2 separate regions of the Mus musculus genome follow, and region 1 is linked to region 2. The links are chromatin contacts, called in public HiChIP or PLAC-seq maps. All regions are on one chromosome and are shown on one strand. Each heading gives the region's core, a stretch centred on a gene start, on an enhancer-like site or on the middle of the called end of the contact. The rest is flanking DNA. Distances are from core to core; before and after follow the strand shown. Region 1 has its middle 43 kb from the start of Dgkh. Region 2 holds the start of Dgkh (diacylglycerol kinase, eta).

What was found. HiChIP or PLAC-seq counts read pairs in DNA pulled down with a chosen protein or histone mark.
Region 1: an H3K4me3 HiChIP or PLAC-seq map of embryonic stem cells shows a contact between it and region 2, with 6 times the contacts expected there. The contact joins the enhancer-like site here to the promoter of Dgkh in region 2. A contact is called at or near these places in 3 of 484 Hi-C or Micro-C datasets (cerebral cortex, embryonic stem cells and nephron progenitors), 7 of 115 datasets of contacts at active chromatin or transcription factors (bone marrow-derived dendritic cells, bone marrow-derived macrophages, embryonic forebrain and 1 more) and 2 of 9 other capture datasets (bone marrow-derived macrophages and pancreatic islet).

What each region holds. Positions count from the first base shown.
Region 1 is chr14:78,774,501-78,777,239 of GRCm38.p6, forward strand. No RefSeq gene overlaps it. Among named protein-coding and RNA genes, the nearest start is that of Dgkh, 43 kb to the left of the region's middle. Within about 2 kb of position 1,336, at least 15 of the 459 cell types and tissues checked have an H3K27ac peak or open chromatin away from gene starts, as enhancers often do. A contact at or near this core is called in embryonic stem cells, where this site is marked.
Region 2 is chr14:78,731,344-78,734,043 of GRCm38.p6, forward strand. It overlaps Dgkh (diacylglycerol kinase, eta), which reads right to left and starts at 1,386. Exons shown (of 30, transcript NM_001081336.2): 1 at 1,015-1,386. The coding sequence starts at 1,074.

The DNA of each region.
Region 1 (2,739 bases), core at 86-2,585, 43 kb after region 2:
GCAAAAACCTTCAAGTAAAACATTTTCCCCCAACCTGGATGGGATTAGCTTTAAAAAGGAGGGACCAAAAGGGATGACTGGTGTTCTTCAAATGTTTTTCAGCATTTCAGGTCTGCACGGCAGAACGTGTCCCCTCAGCCACTGCTCCCACAGTGTTTCCTCTTCCAGTGGTGAACGCAGACAACCCAGTTAAAATCGGGACCAGAAGGACAGTGTTTTCATCCCCACTCCTGCTGTTAGTATTGTTGTTCTTCTTATTGGCAGGACTGAAAAGAGGTTGTGATGGCTGTTGCTGCTGCTGCTGGTCAACTTGACTATGTCTGGAATTAACTAAAACCCAAGCATCTGGGCACACCTGTGAGAGAGTTTTCTTAATTAAATTCCTTGAAGCGAGAAGATTCTCCTTTAACCCAGATCATTTGTGTTGGGGATTCCCACCTTTACTCTGGGCCACACTTTCTGCTGGCAGCCTATATAAAAAGGACATGGAAGGAAAACTTTTGCTCTTTGCCTGTTTTCACTACCAAGTTCATTCCTTTGCTGGCATTAGTACCCACTTTTTAGGGGGGGGGACCCTGGCATATACTGAAGACCAGCGGAGACATCCAGCCTCGCGGATGGAACAATTACTGTTTTCTTGGACTTTCCATTGATGGACAGCCACTACATATGTATACTTGTTCTATCATTTCTGTTCCTGTAGAGAACCCTGACGAATACAAGGGTGGATGGAGATAAAAATCGTCGTTTGAGCAAGGTTCAGATAGCTAACTGGGGGAAATTAATTCTAAGATGATGGCCTAAGTGGAGCACACCATGGCACAGGGTGAGTCTGGGGGACTGGAGGACTGCAGGGAGTTGCTGAGGGCGGAGCTCCAAGAGCTTTTGGGTGTCCAGGTTGTTTACAATCCATCCGGAAAGCTAGGGAGGGGGAGGGGCTATGCAAATATTTAATTTAAATCGTCACTATGCTGCTGAGACTGAGTGTGGAACCTTGGTAGGAAACAGAACACAAAGGATTGTGGAGACACCTGGGACTTCTAAACTGCCCTGGGTGGCTTGTTCCCTCTTTTAAAAGGCAGGCTTAGTGTTAAGTATAATTTAATCTCGCCAAATAAAAAATGTCAGGTTGGTGGCAGGTAGGTGATTAGCCCATAGTTTATTTTACCCTTCCAGTGTTCATGAAATGACTACTTTCTGCTGATAATTACAAAAAGTACAGGCAGGAAACAGGCAAGGTAGCAGGTAAGGCCGAGTGGATTAGGAGGGCGAAGGGAACAGTGGAGGGATGGGCTGGCCACAGGGGGTCTGGGTTTAGCAAGGAAGCAGGTGTGGGTGGTGAACCAAAGCAGAGTTGCTGCCTGTACACTCGGGTTGCCGAAGTCCATTCACTCTTAGCTCACTGTAACCATGCTCTGCGAGCAGTGGCCTCCCGAGCTCCGCCATGCTGCTTCCGGCAGCAGGATGGGCTCCTAGCACGCTGCGGTCAACGTTTGAGGTTTGCAGGAGCCTAGGACGCTGGCGTGGGTGGGAGGATCCCTCACAAAGAATGCAAGGCTGAACCAAACCCTTAGAAGGGGTAGAACGGAAAGAGATGTTTCCCTTTATCCTTCAGGAATGCCACAGGCATAACCGACTTTCATCTCCTCAAATACTTGAAGATATAAACAGAATTAGGTTTTCTCCAGGTCTGTGACTTGCAGATGGTAACCTTCTCCTGGTTCCACAAGGCCTTTCCTCTCTGAGTGTGCTTCTTTGTATGTCTAAATCTCCTGTATGCGTTGGGCTAGCCAACATACTGAACTAAGCCCCAGCCTTCACACCCCATTCTGACATACTCTTCCTCTTTAAAGGACCCCCGTCTCCAAACACAGTCACATTATGAAATATTTAGAGGTTGGGTCTTCAACATACAAATTTTGGGGGTATGTAGCCCTATAGAGCAATGATTCCACATGTCTTTAATATATACAAATGCACACAACAGGAAATAAATCGGTATTTCAGGGGACAAGAGAGAAGGCAATAGAAATGAAATTTCAGTGAACAGGATACATTGTAAAGGAGGGGAAATGCTTAACTAGTAAGCTGAAGAAAGGCATTTCCCAAAAGAGTTAAACGGTTGTCAAATCATTTCAAGCCAATGGTAAGCTGGATTAATTGTCAAATACTTCAGCGAGACTAGTGGGGGAGTTAACTGCAGTTATTATCTCAAAAAGAACACATTTCTTTGAAATGCATTATGCTTCAGAAGTGCAGAAAAGGTTTCCTAGGAGAGACCCTTTTGTGTGGCGATGCAAATTGAGCTGAGAGTGTTAGGCGTCATTTCTGGGTGACATCTGTGGGTGAAGTCAGAAAAAGCCGGAGGCTACCTGCGGTGGAGGCAAGTGTTCTTCCACGGGAGGAGTTGAGGCAGCGTCTAAAGACAGAGCTCACGGAGTTCAGGAAAACAGAGGCAATAGGTTTAGAGTCCTGCAGGCTCCCTGCTGTTCATAGCTCACAGATCCAAATATAGCTGGCTCTTAAGTTTTTAAAACATTCAATTTGTGTGAAAATCCTTCTCTAGAGATAGCCGGAGCCTCAGTGAAATTGACTGGGAACGGTCCATCAGCCACTACCCAGATCTCTTTCAAAGGGAGCCATTTGCAGCTAGGATCCCTGGCTAGCTGAATTTCCTGAATGTAAATAAAAGACCTTCTTGGGGGGGGGGGGTCGGTGGAGGTGGGGAAGAATAGTCGT
Region 2 (2,700 bases), core at 136-2,635:
AGGTCAGGAAGCAGGAGGCAGCGAATCGTACCCTGGCAAACCGGCTGGAAGTCTATGGGTAAGAAAAGGAGAAGCAAGCCTGGCACCTGACCTACAAGCTCTCAACAGGCAGAGGGCCCGCCTGAGCAGACTCAGGAAGTCCCTGGGAAAACATCATCAGAACAGCACCGCAGCAAGGATGAAGCCAGAAATTTTGGACCAGGCTTTTGAGACGGTTCACAACGTCAATCAAAAAGGACTAAGAAATACGTAGATAGGGTATGCAGAGCCAAAATTCATTGCCCACTCAAGATTACAAGGGTCTACGCAGGACGGGGATTCCTGGGAGGAATCCCTGAAGGGATGGATGGATAACAGACGGCTCAGTTTGAGGTGCAAGAAATAAGTTAAAGGAGTTTAGGGAATAAATCCAAAGACCTCGACTCTTCTCACACGCAACACTCTGAGCCCCTAAAGTGACTCAATCTACGCGTGGCGTGTGCTGTGAGATCCAGGCGAAAGCGAAGTTAGCCGGTGGCTGGATCCCGGTCCAGGTCCCCTGACCCTCGGAACTGTTCAGGGCAGCCGCGGCCACTCGAGTCGGAGGCGTGGCTCTGGGCTTCTGGCAGCCACCAGCCTCCACAGGCGGCGGTCCTTGGGAACCTGCGTGCCCAGGTGACTGCCAGGGCGCGGTCAAGAGGTGAGCCCCGTCTCCTCCCGGCGCCACCCGCTGACCGCGCAACCCCGTCGCCTCCACTCCCCGGGCCGCCGCGCCACACTCGGGAATGAAGTGCAAAGTTGGGAAAAGGATGAAGCGCGGAAACGGTCCTCTAAGGACCGTCGCCAGAGGCCGACCGGACAAAGGCGCTTCGGGCGGCGAGCAAGGAGGAGCCCGGGCGCCGGAGGAAGCGCTGCCCCGGCTGGGAAGCAGCTGGGGACCTCATCCCGGACCGCTTCCTGAACGGAACATGGGCCGGGAGGGGGAGGCAGGGAGCAAGGACAAGCGGGAGGGGTGGGCGCGGGCGCGGTACCCACCGGTTCCTCCCAGGCCGGGCTCTGGGCTCCAAGCACGGGGCGCACGTGCTGAGGCTCCATCGCGCCGGCCCGCGCCCGCTGGCCGCCGGGGCGCACGGACACCGGCCCCCGCTGCCGCTGCCGCTGCCGCCGCCGCTGCCGCCGCCGCTGCCTGCGCCTCCCTCGCTGGGATCGCTGTCGCTGCCGCCGCCGCTGCCTGCGCCTCCCTCGCTGGGATCGCTGTCGCTGCCGCCCTGGCTCCTGCCCGGGGCCAGCCACGGGCCCTCCCGCGTTCTCTGGCTTCCGCCGCGCTCGCCCGCCCCCGCGCCGGTCCCTTCCTCCGCCACCGCCTCCGCAGCCGCCTGAGTCCCGCTCCACGGCGCGGCGGCGAGCGCTCGGCTCCTCAAGCCGCCGCCGCCTCCCACGGCCGCAGAATCCGCCCCTCTCTCTCTCCTGTCTCCGCCTCCGACTCCCTCCCCTTTTCTCCCGCCGTCCGCCCCTCCCCCAGCGGCCCCTCCCGGCGGGCGGCCCGGGACGCACGTGACCCCCCTGCCAGGCCATATAAGGCGCGGAACCGAAAGCAGCCACCGGGTGGTCACGGGCACCGGGCAGTGGTGCGGCTAAAAGAGGCAACCGCGCCGCGGGGCCCGGATCGCCAGAAGAATCGGGGGATGTCGGGGATGAGTAGCTTGCGCCGGACGAGCGGAACCTGGCACCCTTTCCCCTTGGCATCCCTCGCCACGGGTGCCTGTAGCCCCCGACGGCCGCCTCGGGAGCTAAACCTGGAGCCAATTGCCCAGGACAGTACCTGGCTTCAACAGAGCGAGGCTGCGCTTCGCACCCCTGAGCCACTCCCAAGCACCTATTCCGGCAGCTGAGATGTCTGGCTGGGCTGTCTGGGGAGCCCTGCTTTTGTTCATTTTCTATGGCTGAAAGATTTCGTGGAAAGAAAACCAGCTAAGGAGCCGGTCTGTGGTCCGCTGTGAGCGCTCTGCTCAAATTAGGGACAGGGGCAGTTCCGAGAGAGAGCTCAAATGTCAACTGTCTCTCCTGCTGCTCTCCGGGAAAAAGAAAATGAAAATTGCAACAAGCAATTTTTTAAATCATCTTTCCTGAAATCATCTTTACTGGCAGTGAAGATGGTTTCCATCTAGTTGCAAACCGAGCAGTGACTGCATTTGCATGGGTCATTTCCTCTCTCGTGGACTTCAGACTCCTGCCAGCACCATCTTCTGGCCCTTAGTCTGGTAGACAGATGAATTCACACGTTTTGAAACCGAAAAATCAAAACACTACTTGATCCAGCATGCTCCCACGTCATACTAATTTCCGAGGCTAATATTCCGCTGAAGCTACACTCATAAAGGTCACCTAAGGATTGTGGAGAGAGCTAAGCCACTGGATGGTTTCCAGCCCTCACTTTCTATAACTTGACTGACTAAATTTGCATTCCTGAATCTCTCCTTTAAATGGGCCCTTGGACTGTTGGGTCTTCTTTGTTAGTGACTATGCTTTGTTCAGTGGCCTCCAACCTGCTGCCTAAATAGCCTGTCCTTCATTTACTTTGAATGAGGTTTAAGTGGGGTGAGTGAGCAGTCTGACCATGCTGCGTTTACCTCAGCCCTGGGATCACAGCTGAACACTGGGGCTCACTCAAAACCAGCCCTTCATTCCATCTAGGTGAGCATTCTACCTGCCGACTGAGCT